Regions from separate parts of the Mus musculus genome. Here regions 1, 2 and 3 are each linked to region 4. A link is a contact called in public Hi-C and HiChIP or PLAC-seq data. All regions are on one chromosome and are shown on one strand. Each heading gives the region's core, a stretch centred on a gene start, on an enhancer-like site or on the middle of the called end of the contact. The rest is flanking DNA. Distances are from core to core; before and after follow the strand shown.

The links. A called contact is a pair of places that touch in the nucleus more often than the background predicts. HiChIP or PLAC-seq counts read pairs in DNA pulled down with a chosen protein or histone mark.
Region 1: a Hi-C map of cerebellum shows a contact between it and region 4, with 2.2 times the contacts expected there. The contact joins the enhancer-like site here to the promoter of Kctd8 in region 4. A contact is called at or near these places in 1 of 39 promoter capture datasets (hippocampal neurons), 1 of 484 Hi-C or Micro-C datasets (cerebellum) and 1 of 9 other capture datasets (adipose tissue).
Region 2: a contact with region 4 is called in an H3K4me3 HiChIP or PLAC-seq map of neural tube, with 8 times the contacts expected there. The contact joins the enhancer-like site here to the promoter of Kctd8 in region 4. A contact is called at or near these places in 8 of 39 promoter capture datasets (the 3T3-L1 cell line, the C10 cell line, the HPC-7 cell line and 4 more), 3 of 484 Hi-C or Micro-C datasets (brain and cerebellum) and 4 of 115 datasets of contacts at active chromatin or transcription factors (SST interneurons, astrocytes, forebrain and 1 more).
Region 3: a contact with region 4 is called in a Hi-C map of cerebellum, with 2.3 times the contacts expected there. The contact joins the enhancer-like site here to the promoter of Kctd8 in region 4. A contact is called at or near these places in 4 of 39 promoter capture datasets (embryonic stem cells, frontonasal cranial neural crest, hippocampal neurons and 1 more), 1 of 484 Hi-C or Micro-C datasets (cerebellum) and 1 of 9 other capture datasets (liver).

The regions. Positions count from the first base shown.
Region 1 is chr5:68,469,083-68,472,158 of GRCm38.p6, reverse strand. No RefSeq gene overlaps it. Among named protein-coding and RNA genes, the nearest start is that of Gm23605, 96 kb to the left of the region's middle. Within about 2 kb of position 1,803, at least 2 of the 459 cell types and tissues checked have an H3K27ac peak or open chromatin away from gene starts, as enhancers often do. A contact at or near this core is called in cerebellum, where this site is marked.
Region 2 is chr5:68,350,877-68,354,195 of GRCm38.p6, reverse strand. No RefSeq gene overlaps it. Among named protein-coding and RNA genes, the nearest start is that of Gm23605, 210 kb to the left of the region's middle. Within about 2 kb of position 1,930, at least 10 of the 459 cell types and tissues checked have an H3K27ac peak or open chromatin away from gene starts, as enhancers often do. A contact at or near this core is called in cerebellum and neural tube, where this site is marked.
Region 3 is chr5:68,811,778-68,815,073 of GRCm38.p6, reverse strand. No RefSeq gene overlaps it. Among named protein-coding and RNA genes, the nearest start is that of Gm23605, 250 kb to the right of the region's middle. Within about 2 kb of position 1,618, at least 1 of the 459 cell types and tissues checked has an H3K27ac peak or open chromatin away from gene starts, as enhancers often do. A contact at or near this core is called in cerebellum, where this site is marked.
Region 4 is chr5:69,339,758-69,342,992 of GRCm38.p6, reverse strand. Kctd8 (potassium channel tetramerisation domain containing 8) reads left to right here and starts at 1,284. Exons shown (of 2, transcript NM_175519.5): 1 at 1,284-2,661. The coding sequence starts at 1,692.

The DNA of each region.
Region 1 (3,076 bases), core at 554-3,053, 870 kb after region 4:
ATCTTGGGTATCCTAAGTTTCTGGGCTAATATCCACTTATCAGTGAGTACATACTGTGAGAGTTCCTTTGTGATTGGGTTACCTCACTCAGGATGATGCCCTCCAGGTCCATCCATTTGGCTAGGAATTTCATAAATTCATTCTTTTTAATAGCTGAGTAGTACTCCATTGTGTAAATGTACCACATTTTCTGTATCCATTTCTTACACGCGTTCTCGCGACCAGCCAGGAAGAATGCAACAAACCGGAATCTTCTGCGGCAAAGCTTTATTGCTTACATCTTCAGGAGCCAGAGAGCAAGAGAGCAAGAGCGAGGGCAAGAGAGAGAAATGGCGAAACCCCGTCCCTTTTAAGGAGAATTATTCTCCACCTAGGACGTATTACTCCCTGATTGGCTGCAGCCCATCGGCCGAGTTGTCGTCACGGGGAAGGCAGAGCACATGGGGTGGAAAACTACCCTTGGCACATGCGCAGATTATTTGTTTACCACTTAGAACACAGGATGTCAGCGCCATCTTGCAACGGCGAATGTGAGGGCGGCTCCCCACATCCATTTCTCTGTTGAGGGGTATCTGGGTTCTTTCCAGTTTCTGGCTATTATAAATAAGGCTGCTATGAACATAGTGGAGCATGTGTCCTTATTACCAGTTGGAACTTCTTCTGGCTATCTGCCCAGGAGTCTCAATTCTAACTTTCACATAAGTAAATGGCAAGGCTCCAAAGTTTATCCACTTCAATGGCAGAGTTTGGTTAGGATTAAAAATGGCTTCTAGCCTTCACTTACCCGCTTGTTCACCACACACTTTAGGACCAACTAGTTCATGAAGACAGGTTCAGCTGTCTGAGTGGCACTTTTAGTTCCAATTTTATTTCTATGCCCCACATAAGCATTAGAGTAATACTGAATAGGCCTTTTGTAGAAGCCAAGTTTTCTCTTCATGTTTTTCTATGTATTTATCTATTGCATATTGTGTAGTCTAACACAAAATTGTCCTAAATACTGACTGCATTCTTTTCTATGGGCAAATGCTAAGTGACTTCCTCAAATTTCCTTGCTTAGACTTTACCTCCCACAGCTCTGTAGGAATTAATAACATTCTAGATTGTTAACTAAGGATATCATAGTTTGTAGTGTTAGGAGAATAAAAAAATAGTACATATTTTTAAATTCTAACTTTAAAGTGAAGTCACTTACCTTTTATGATTCTGGTGTTCTTTTTTAATTCTCTTAGGGCCTGCTGTTTATCAGGCATTCTCATAGACTTTGTAAACATGCTGCTTCTCTTCTGGGTGTGTTCATAGAACCTCAACCAGGACAAAAAAAAAAATGTTGGTGCACAGTCTCTCGTCATTCCAAGAAACAAGTTTAAGGAACTAGTAGAACCAGTCAGATGGGATTCATAACACAAAGAAATCAATCAAAATTCAAAGCACAAAGAAATTAATAATATTAATATGTATCATTTTATCACAAGAATAATATAAAATAATGGACATGTTTTGAAGACATAAGGCATTTTGTTTTCACTAGACAAATTATCAGAGAAGAAGCAACTCAGCTCCCAATTCTCAGGCCTTTGTTCCTTTAACTTCCATTAAGTAGTCAGGATAGAGCAGGGAAATTCAGATTATTTCTTTTATTACTTATGGCCAAAAAAATATTTTCTTATTGCAGATTTTGTCAACCATTCTTCATGCTCTATTAATTTCAAAAAGTGGCTAGAATTTTAGACTGACCTAGCAGATAATGGTGCCATTTGGACATTTTCCTTGGGTAACAGGCTGTCAGCCAGCTGGCTCTGTGAGGCCTGATTTCAAGGTCTTCTGATAAGCAGGGGGAATCCATCTTCACACTTTGCTACCAGTTCTGCCTTTCCATCTGGAATTATCCACAGATATTGTATTTCATCATGTCTCGAGTGGTGCGATTTGCTTCAGATAAGAAACCTCAGCACATATTTAAACAGAAAGCATCCCTGGAAATAAATGTAATCATACCGTCTTCATTCAGACTACTTCAGGGTTAGTTTTCTTCAGAGATCTTCATGAAAGAAAGAGTGGAAACTAAACAACCCCACTTTGGTTTGGCAAATCTTACCAAATAAAATTAGTGCTGAGTCTATGTGACATTCTTGTGATGCCTCTGCCCTACCTCTGTAGCATATCCTGTCCATGTGCATCACCACAACCAGCCATGTGTCACTACAATACAGCCACACTACTGCAGAATGGGAAATGAGCGTGTTGCTTATTGCTAACAGACACAACAGAGGCATCATTGCCTTTTTCTTTCTTTTTTTGACACTGATTTTCTTTGAATTTTTCTTTTTCCAGGAATTCCTCTTAAAAACATACAGTTTTTTTCAATTCAAACAGTATCTACATCTTTTAGTTAGGTTAAGATTTACTTGTCAAGAAAATTGTCTCAATTTATATATATGCATATATATATGTATATATACATAACATATATACACACACACATATATATATGCGTGTGTGTACATTGAACAAAATAATATCTTTTTTAATGCAACAATCAAATTAAGCTAATCAGCATAAATATCAGCTTAAAAGTAACTTTTAGGAGAGGATAATAGGATTTAAGATAAACTAACTTGGCAACTTTTCAATATATATTACATTATATCTCCAGAACTTATTGATATTTTATGTCACACGTCACACATGTGAGTAAACTGTATAAGATCATCATTCAGTATTTCTATGTGTGTGACTGATTTATTTCATAAAAATCTCCTTCTAATCTGGAGTGCTGAAAATGATGAGACTGCCTTCCTACTCCACTTAGGCTATTTTACATGTCTTGAAGGAATTAGGCTACAAAGAAGAGAAGTGTTCTAGTTTCTCTTTATGCTTATGTTCAATACAAGCCTTCATCTTATTGACAATATGCTAAGCCCTATGATCTGGGCAAATCCTCACTATCCTAGATAGACTATTGAATATGTTGGATGCTTTATAATGTTTTTCAACATCTCCACTTTTAAGCAATGTTGCATGACAGTTTACACTAGAAAATCCTGCTGTTCTTGAATCCTATTGTTTAACTTTG
Region 2 (3,319 bases), core at 681-3,180, 990 kb after region 4:
AGGGAGGAGTTTAGCCTGAAGATCAGAAGCTTAGGCCATTGCTTAAATGACTACTGACCATTCTCTTGTGGGGGCTATGGGAGGTGGTACCTTAGGCAGGGGCCTGAGTTCCAGGAGCATGAGGGAACGCCTACCATGTCATGTAGGTGAATTATGACCATCGGGGTTCAGACCTCAGCTCGACTGGAGACCAGCCTGCAATTCCACACATATAACAATCCCCATCTGTTGCAAGGAGAAATGTCCTTGTTGAGAGATGACAACTGCACTTATCTGTGTGCATACAGTAATGGCATGCATTCTTTGCTGCCACCAACAACTGTCTACATGGACTTCAAATAAGCTCAACAAGAGGTAAATAACCCCTGGTATTAGAACTGCAGCTAACAACCCTGAATCCATGGAGTTCAGGATCTTAGATGAAAACTAGTAACTGTCACCTTATTAAGCCACTATAATCCCTAACAATGTCCTAAATATTTGTCTTGTGTATTATTAAAGAAATTTATTGCACAGAGGTAAGGTGTATACAGAAATTAATGGAACTATTAAGAGTATTAATTATTTGCAATTAGGGAATTTATCCCTAACTAGACAGTATATTTTTAATTACACCTGCATTGAAGACTCTTACTTGATACTTCACATAAATGGTTAGGGCTCTCTGGCAGGCAATTTGTGACTTTTCTCCCACATGACAATATGATAGATTTGTTTTGCCTTCGCAGAAGCCTGTCGCTATGTGGGTCACCATGGCTCCTCCCTACATGTGCCCTTCTTGACCATCTGCTCAGAGAGGGGCCCGCACAAGCCTTGCACAGTTGGAAACCCTGATGTTGGCTGCAGTTGCTCTGGTCGCACAGACCAAGAGAAGCCACACAAGTGCCCAAGCAATTTATTTTTAGTCAGTTACTCCTCTTTCTCCATTTCTTTGTATCATGTTCCCATGAATATGCCAGAATTCCATCTTCACTATAAGCCAAAGAAATCCAAAGGAGTATTATTATTATTATTATTATTATTATTATTATCAAATATATATACTTATTTATTTAGAAATTGCTTTCCAATGTTTACTTCTGTGTGTTCTAACTTTTATCTCCATGATCCCTTTACTAATGTAAATACTACAAGTTTTTTCATTATATTAATTTTAAATATGTAGAAAACCAAAATGTTATACACTGATGAGACTGCACAAAGTACATTCTCTAGCCAACTTTGGGGATTTTAGGATGCCTAGTAATGATACAGCCTAATTTGCTGAAATGTATAACTAAAGTCAAAGGTAACTTTAGGCAATGCCAGGAAAATGTCTATGTTTATCTTTCACATGAATTTAGACATATAGTATTTCCCCTGCAGGCAGATAAGTCTTAACTCAAATGTCTTTCAGGTGCACTTTTAAAACCTTAACTCTGAGCTTTTAAAAACCTCAAGTCCCTGATACAGAATTTTCTCTTCTTAGAATAAGCTCTTTTTCTTCTTTAATTTTTGTAATCTTGGCAAAAAAATGATTTTTTAAAATGTCCCCTGAAGAAAAATAAGAGTCCTGTGTTATTCTAATGATGCTCCCCTCACATCAGAACACACTCTTGAAAGAAAAATTTTAAAAAGGGGGCAGTTTCCCCACCGTGCAGGAAGATGGGATGAACTATTGAACCTCCCTGGAAGTCTAGGGGTTAAGATCTCCATATCTCTCTCTCTCGCTCTCTCTCTCTCTCTCTCTCTCTCTCTCTCTCTCTCTCTCTCTCTCTGTGTGTGTGTGTGTGTGTGTGTGTGTGTGTGTGTGTGTGTGTGTGTGTGTGTGTGTGAATTTGTTCTCCATATTCATTCTGGGAAACAGAAGCCTGGGTTCTCCAAACCCTTTCACAAATGTATTTGAAGATCAGTGTTTCTGGACACTCAGAATTCACTTGTCTTTTCCTACCTTTATTTTCCTTATCCACTAAGACTTAAAATGACTTAAACTGGTGCTAAAGCTGAACAAGGTGATGGATATAAGACACCAGTTAAAAAAAAAACCTGTGGAAAAAAATAAACAAAATGGCTTTTGAACTCTAGTATTATCTTTAAAATATCTTTGTCTGTGACAAAGGCTTACTGTAGACAGCCAGAGCATTCCTCACGTGGGGTTCACTTTGACATATGGTTCTCTGCATGATTCAACTGCCTGGGCAGACACCATCCGCAAACCTCGCTGCCAGCTTGAATCAATATCATTTTGTAACACAGACACAGCCATCATTCCTCTGTAAAAACACACATTAGTCTCTTGTCTCTTCTCTTGCTATCCATGGTCTGTCTCACATATTTAGATATTTAATCGAACATTTCTGTTTTCTGTTTGTATACTTTGTCTCCCAAAGGAATTCAGCCAAGTCAGGAACTGCGTAGTTTAGAATTTATCATAGGTTTATATAGTGCTAAATGCAGTGGTGTGTGCCAAATAAATGTTAGACTGAACACTCTGAGAACAGTAACCCATTAAATAAATTTTATATTGTCCTCTAATTTAACAAAAATTCTCATGATAGAAAGAATATAAGCTTCATATCCTGATTCACAAAGACATTCAAGCTTTTTAAAAGTTAAATTGATGGGTTTAACAAAACAGCTATGCCCAGCTGAAGGTAGGAATCCCCAAGGAGGTCAAAACTGTATCATATAGGATCTAGGGATGTATATAGTCATCTTGGACTCATATGAAAACTGGACTTACAAAATAGAGCAGAATGCAATAGCTTTAAGTAGAAAATCCCATGAGAAATCTCATACCTTAGGGTATGTCACCCTCAGCAGACAGAAAATACAGGCATAAACAGCCCCAAAGATAAAAGTTATTCTCACTTAAGATCAAATTATGCTTATATATTCAAAATTAGTTCTTATTTAATAGGAGAGAATTTATGATATTTGAGAATCTTTATAGAAATCAAATTTAAAAGTACCCTCTAGGTATTATTGTTCTAATAGAGATTTCACACCACTGTTGTCATCAAGATTTCACAGCTAGAATGGAGAACAGATGGGTGGGGGCTTCCAAGTGACTGCAGAGGCTTCCATGTGCTGCTTTCTGCAAAGTCTTTCCGTGCCTGGTCCTTCTGTCATCTCCATTCTTTGGTTTTGCTGGGGTGTGCAGTACTACACCTTCTTAGGAATGGGAGAATTTGTATGTATTTTCATTCGTGGAAACTTTTAATGCTTTCTGTGGACTAGAACCAGAAATTTCATAATGAGCAGGTTTGTGCTTGCTCCATTATTGCCTCAGCCACCTGAGGGTCTCTTCTGTCTTGTGTTCCTTCCTGAGAACTGCCCC
Region 3 (3,296 bases), core at 369-2,868, 530 kb after region 4:
TCACTGCCCTACACAGAAATTTACCATTATGAAACCAGAGTAGATACTTAGAACTATAGATAGCTGAGTTACACCCGTATACAAGTATTTATAATGGCCTAGGGGGAAGGTAGAGTATACAATAGACTAGAGCAGGTAACTACAGCCCCTGGCTTCTAAGATTAAGTGGACCTTAGGTGGAGCTGTTTGTTGTTGTTGTTGTTTAAATTTATTTATTTTTTATTAGATAGTTTCTTTATAGGCATTTCAAATGCTATCCCGAAAGTTCCCTATACCCTCCCCCCACTCTGCTCCCCTACCCACCCACTCCCACTTCTTGGCCCTGGCATTCCCTTGTACTGGAGCATATAAAGTTTGCAATACCAAGGGGCCTCTCTTCCCAGTGATGGCCGACTAGGCCATCTTCTGCTACATATGCAGCTAGAGACATGAGCTCTGGGGGTACTGGCTAGTTCATATTGTTGTTCCACCTATAGGGTTGCAGACCCCTTCAGCTCCTTGGGTGCTTTCTCTAGCTTCTCCATTGGGGGCCCTGTGTTCCATCTTATGGAGCTGTTTGTGATCCCAGTTGTTAACACTGAATTTTATCCCAGTTGGTTCCTGCCAGTCCTTCCCTGTTTGCATTCCTCTGTTTTGCATAAGAATCCAGTAATCTCTTTGCACCTTGCCGGTATGTTACAAAACTTCCCTATTTTCTTCTGTATAAAAAGTTTGATACTCAATTTAACAAATTACACACAGACACAGCATACTCCCTTGTGTCCTGTCTGTTTGTCATCCCATTTTCACCGACTCTATGCCCATCTTTCTGAGACCCTAATTCCCACAGATTGAGGGGGGCCGACTGAGCCCGGTCCATGGCACATGAGTATCTTTCTGGAAATAATTTCAAAATATCCTGTTCCATATGTATCCTTATAATGCAGAATAATGCCAAGAAGTTGAAGGACTAGGATGTAACTTGCCAAACACATCTTGCCTTAAGCAGTTCAAATGAAAGACTACTGTTTAGAATTCTATAATTGTATTATAAAACCCATGGTGACCACTGAATCAATGGATAGATGTCACTTTGAAGGAAAGCATGAGCAAAAAAATGTTATTCTTTTTCTGCACATGTGTGTTTATGATATACATCATAATTAGTAATTAGTGTCATTGGTTTAAAAATACTGCTTTAAAATCCATTTCTTATATTGTCTATACACACTTTGTTGCTTTTTCTACGTATTAATAATTAAAATAAGAAAATAATACTAAAGCAGTACAGGATTCTAGTGTTAATATGTTAATATCTAGGAACTAAGCATATCTTAAACTCTCCTTCTACTGCTCTGAATGGAATTTGCTGAGGTTAGTGAAAATTTACAGATTGAAAGATGGGAAAACATACCGTTTACTGACATGTGTATGTCCAAGAGCCATACGAAATCTGAATGACTTGCAAAGAAGGGGCCATATGGACTCTGTCTGCACTTGAGGGGAGAAACAAGAACAGAGTGTTTTCAACTCTGAAGGATTTTCTGAAACCTTTCATTACTTCTAATTCAGAAGTACTCACCATGCCAAAGCACCATGCTGGGAGTTATGGATTTCTAAGACTTAACAGCAAAATGTAATGAAAAGTGCAGGGCTTCTCCATCTACAGTCTGTCTGCCTGGCACAGTCTCCCTCCTCACCAGTTTCCTGTGCCAGAGAGGCACATTTGTCACCCGTGATGATCCCACCCTGGCACATCACCTTTGCTCCAAATGTGAAGTTCATTTGCTGTTGTACATTCTATGTGTTTTGATGAATGTATAATGACTTTGTGCACCACTGTCGTATCATATAGAATAGTTTCACTGCCACAAACTCCACCTATTAATCCATTATGTCCTAATCCCTGGCAATCAACAAACTCCTTACTGATTTCTCAGTTTTATATTTTCCAAACCATCATAGAGTGAAATCGTGTAGTATATACTATTTTTACATATCTATTTCTTTCACCTAATACCATGCATTTAAATTCATTTCTGAACTTGTTTACAGCTCAATACGTGTATCTTTTTAGCATACAGAAACTTACTCTACCTAGGCAAAACCACACAGTTTATTTTTACAATTACTTACCAAAATTCATTTTGATTGCCTAAAAGTTAGCACAGTTTTAAATGCTATTTCTTTAAATCGCTGTGAATAGTTTTCTATGTGAAATACATTCATTTATATTTCACTTGTTTGTGTAAGTATTAAAGGGTAGAATTACTAGATGACATGGTAAGAACTGGTCATATGTTTATCTCATAAACTGTGTTTTAGTCTTGCTGTCTTAGAGCTGTATCCCAGTTTGTCACAAATGCAATTCCTTTTGCTTCACATCCTTGTCAGCATTTATTGCTGTCAGTCTTTGATGTTTAGCCATTCTAATAAAGAGATAATAGTGATTCATTAGTATTTTAATTCTGGTTAACCTATTTGCTAAAGTTTTACTGAATTTAGTTTCAGCTATACAATTTTTTAATTTACATTTCAAATGTTGCCCCATTCCCGGTCTCCCCTCTGTAACCCCCCAATCACATCCCGCACCCTTTGTCTCTAAGAAGGTACTGTGCTACCAATCCACCCACTCCCGCCTCACCCTCCTAGCATCTTGCTTTGCTGGGCCAACAAGCCTCCACAGGACCAAGAGCTTCCCCTTCCATCGATGCCAGACAAAGCAGTCCTCTGCTATATATGTAGCAGGAGGCCCGGACCAGCCCATGTATACTCTATGGTTGGTAGTTTATTCCCTGAAAGCTCTGAGTGATCTGGTGAGTTGATATTGTTGTTGCTCTTATGGGAATGCAATCCCCTTCAGCTCCTTCAATTCTTCCCTATCTCTTTTATTTGGATGCCCTGGATCAGCCCAGTGGTTGTTTGTGACTATTTGAATCTGTCTTAGTCAGGTACTAGAAGAGCCTCTCAGAGAACAGCTCTACCAGGCTTCTGTCTGCAAGCAGTTCTTGGCATCAGCAATAGTGTCTGGGTTTGGTGTCTGTGGATGGGATGGATCCCAAGGTGGGGCGGTCTCTGGATGGTCTTTCCTTCAATCTCTAGCAAATTTCAGATATTCAAACGTTTAGAATATAGCTTTTATATTTTTATTTCTACTCATGTTTAGTTGAATTCCAGACACTGAAAATAGGTAAGAGTGTTTTAAAAGTTTAATGGAGCAAACAGTAATTGTAATAGAGTTTGTTTAATAAAAGCTTACTAGGGTAGCAATACAATATCACTTTTACAATATTCATAATTCCAGGTATTTGATTCCA
Region 4 (3,235 bases), core at 35-2,534:
CTTTCAAAATTGATGTAGCATTCTCTGTGGATGCGGCTTATAAGAATCAATGAATTAAATATAGTTTGTAATGCCCAAATAATAGGATATTCATCATTTATGAAAATGTAAGGTTATACCCGAATCTCAAATCCATTACTATTTGGGTGATTTTGAGTGGGAGGAACCATAGAGAAGCATTTGGGGTGGGGATTATAACAGTAAAGTTTGTATGTAATTTTTATTTATAAATACTTTTGGAGCAAACTCCTTTGTGTCTCAAAACTCCATATTCAGTTTAGCATTTTGTAAGACAATGATTCCCATTTATGGTCATTAAGTTACACCTAGTGCTGGACAGCCTGTTAAATTATCTAGCAATGGAAAGGAATTTCTCTTCTGAATTTCAGTCTTCTTTTTCCATCACAAATAACGCTGATTTGTATTTGTGAGCAGAGCACTAGAGTTAGGGAGACAACAAAGCATAAGTCATCCTCTTGCTCTGAGAGACTGCAAGGGAAATAAAAAGAAGGATGGATCAGGAGGATCAAGATTAGAAAAAAATAAAATAAAATTGTCCCCTTTCTGTCTCTTCCTCAACTTCTGTGCATCAACTTTTGTGACCTTGGTTGCAGAGAGTTGCTTTGTTACTCATAGTCCTTTATTGCTTTTGTGAAATGGAATCAAACTTATGAGTTTTAAATCCTAACAGGATGTAGAATATCAGTTACAATCACGTCATTTGATGCCAAGGGATAGGTAAAGGGGGATCTGCCTCTCTCTCTCTCTCTCTCTCTCTCTCTCTCTCTCTCTCTGTATACACACACACACACACACACACACACACACACACACACACACACAATCACACACACACTTTAAAGATACAATAGTTGGGATTCAACTCCACCTAGCTCACAGCCCCCAGCCCTTTAACAAACACAGCCCAAACGCCAGTATCTGCAACACAATAGCTGAGAATTCAGGTTATAGGCCCTCTCTTTGAAGAGAGTAAAGCTAGTTTTGTTAAGGAGGAAGATAAGAAAGAATTGGGGGCGGGGTGCGGAGAGAAAATAAATGAGATTCTGTTGCAATGAAGAGAGTTGTAGTCCACTTTCTCTGGATTCTTTGTGTTGTCCTCTTCAGCTTTGTCCCATCCTGTCTTTCTCCTTTTGCCCCTGCCCTCATCCCAGTTCCCTAGCTCTGGAGTCGCCAGGCCAGCCCCAGAGCCTATCCCTTTAAATGACAGCTGTGGCTCCAGTCCCAGTTCGGAGCTTGACGTCAGTGCCACCTCCTGGGCTGCTAGTAGTTAGCGCCGGCGCCGGCGCTCCCGGCTGAGGCGCGCTGGCTCGCCTGCAGCCGGGGGTGAGTTTTCTTCGCTCCGGCCCCGCCTCCTGCCCTCCCCTCGGAGAGCCGCGCGCAGCCCCCGAACCTCCTCTCCAAGTCTCTCGCACAGTTGCAGTCGGTCACCCTAAAGGAGCAGCCGTGCTCGCTCGCGGAGGTCCATTCCTGAGAGTCTCTCCCCGATGGAGCTTGGGCGCCTCCGACGCCGCTGCTGCCGGGAACCCTGAGCAGCGCCGGGTGCCCTGAGGACCGCGCCGGCCAGCCAGAGAGTGCAGGGCTACCGGGCGCACGCCGAGGACCCGGGACCTCGAGGCTCTGGGAAGCACTCCGTGCGGCTCTCCTGGGTCACCTGGCCGGTGGCTGGGACCATGGCTCTGAAGGACACGGGCAGCGGCGGCAGCACCATCCTCCCGATCAGCGAGATGGTGTCCGCGTCCAGCTCTCCCGGCGCTCCGCTGGCCGCCGCCCCGGGGCCCTGCGCCCCGTCGCCCTTCCCCGAGGTAGTGGAGCTGAATGTTGGCGGCCAGGTTTATGTGACCAAGCATTCGACGTTACTCAGCGTCCCGGACAGCACTCTGGCCAGCATGTTCTCACCCTCTAGTCCCCGGGGCGGCGCTAGGCGCCGGGGCGACTTGCCCAGGGACAGCCGCGCGCGCTTCTTCATCGACCGCGACGGCTTCCTCTTTAGGTACGTGCTGGATTACCTGCGCGACAAGCAGCTGGCACTGCCCGAGCACTTTCCCGAGAAGGAGAGGCTCCTGCGCGAAGCAGAGTTCTTTCAGCTCACCGACCTGGTCAAGCTGCTGTCGCCCAAGGTCACCAAGCAGAACTCGCTCAACGATGAGTGCTGCCAGAGCGACCTGGAGGACAACGTTTCCCAGGGCAGCAGCGACGCACTGCTGCTGCGTGGGGCGGCGGCTGGCGCGCCCTCGGGCTCTGGGGCACATGGTGTCAGTGGTGTAGTCGGTGGTGGCAGCGCTCCGGACAAGCGCTCTGGGTTCCTCACCCTGGGCTACCGTGGCTCTTACACCACGGTGCGAGATAACCAGGCAGATGCCAAGTTCAGGCGTGTGGCGCGCATCATGGTGTGTGGGCGCATAGCCTTGGCCAAGGAGGTCTTTGGGGACACTCTTAATGAGAGTCGCGACCCTGACCGTCAGCCTGAGAAGTACACATCCCGCTTCTACCTCAAGTTCACCTACTTGGAGCAGGCGTTCGATCGACTGTCTGAGGCCGGCTTCCACATGGTGGCGTGCAACTCCTCTGGCACTGCCGCCTTTGTCAACCAGTACCGAGACGACAAGATCTGGAGCAGTTACACTGAATACATCTTCTTCCGTAAGTTAGCAACCTAGCTACCTATGTATGCATCTCACACCCTTTCTCTGACATTGTTGACTGGAGGCGGGGGAAGTCCCGCTGTGGCCCAGAAGGGATGTCCCCTGCCAGAGTGCCCTGGCGGCAAGCCTGATAATCTGTACTAGCAGTTCTCCCGCCAGCATCCCTTGAGCAGTGCAGAGTACTCATCCCTTCCTCCCCCATCCCTGGATTCAGGCTCTCTTCCTGAACTTATTGATTTCTGCCTTCTTGCCCCGCCTAGCCCCAGGATGCTCTAGAAACTCTTCACTGCATAGGATTAAGAGGAGGGATGACAGTAGTGTGTGTGTGTGTGTGTGTGTGTGTGTGTGTGTGTGTGTGTGTGTGTTTGTGTGTGTGTGCCTATAGGCCCTCCTTCTCTTGTTTGATGTGAGTTTAGGGGGTCAGTTTCTTTGATCATTTCTTTAAAGGGCTAAGTGAAATGGGGACAGCGCCAAGAAAAATGCCAAGATTAGCTCCTGTGCGGTTCTACGCGCAAGAGCTCCAGTTGCGTGTGGTTTTGGAAGGACACAACTCATGAAATGGTGACTGTGCT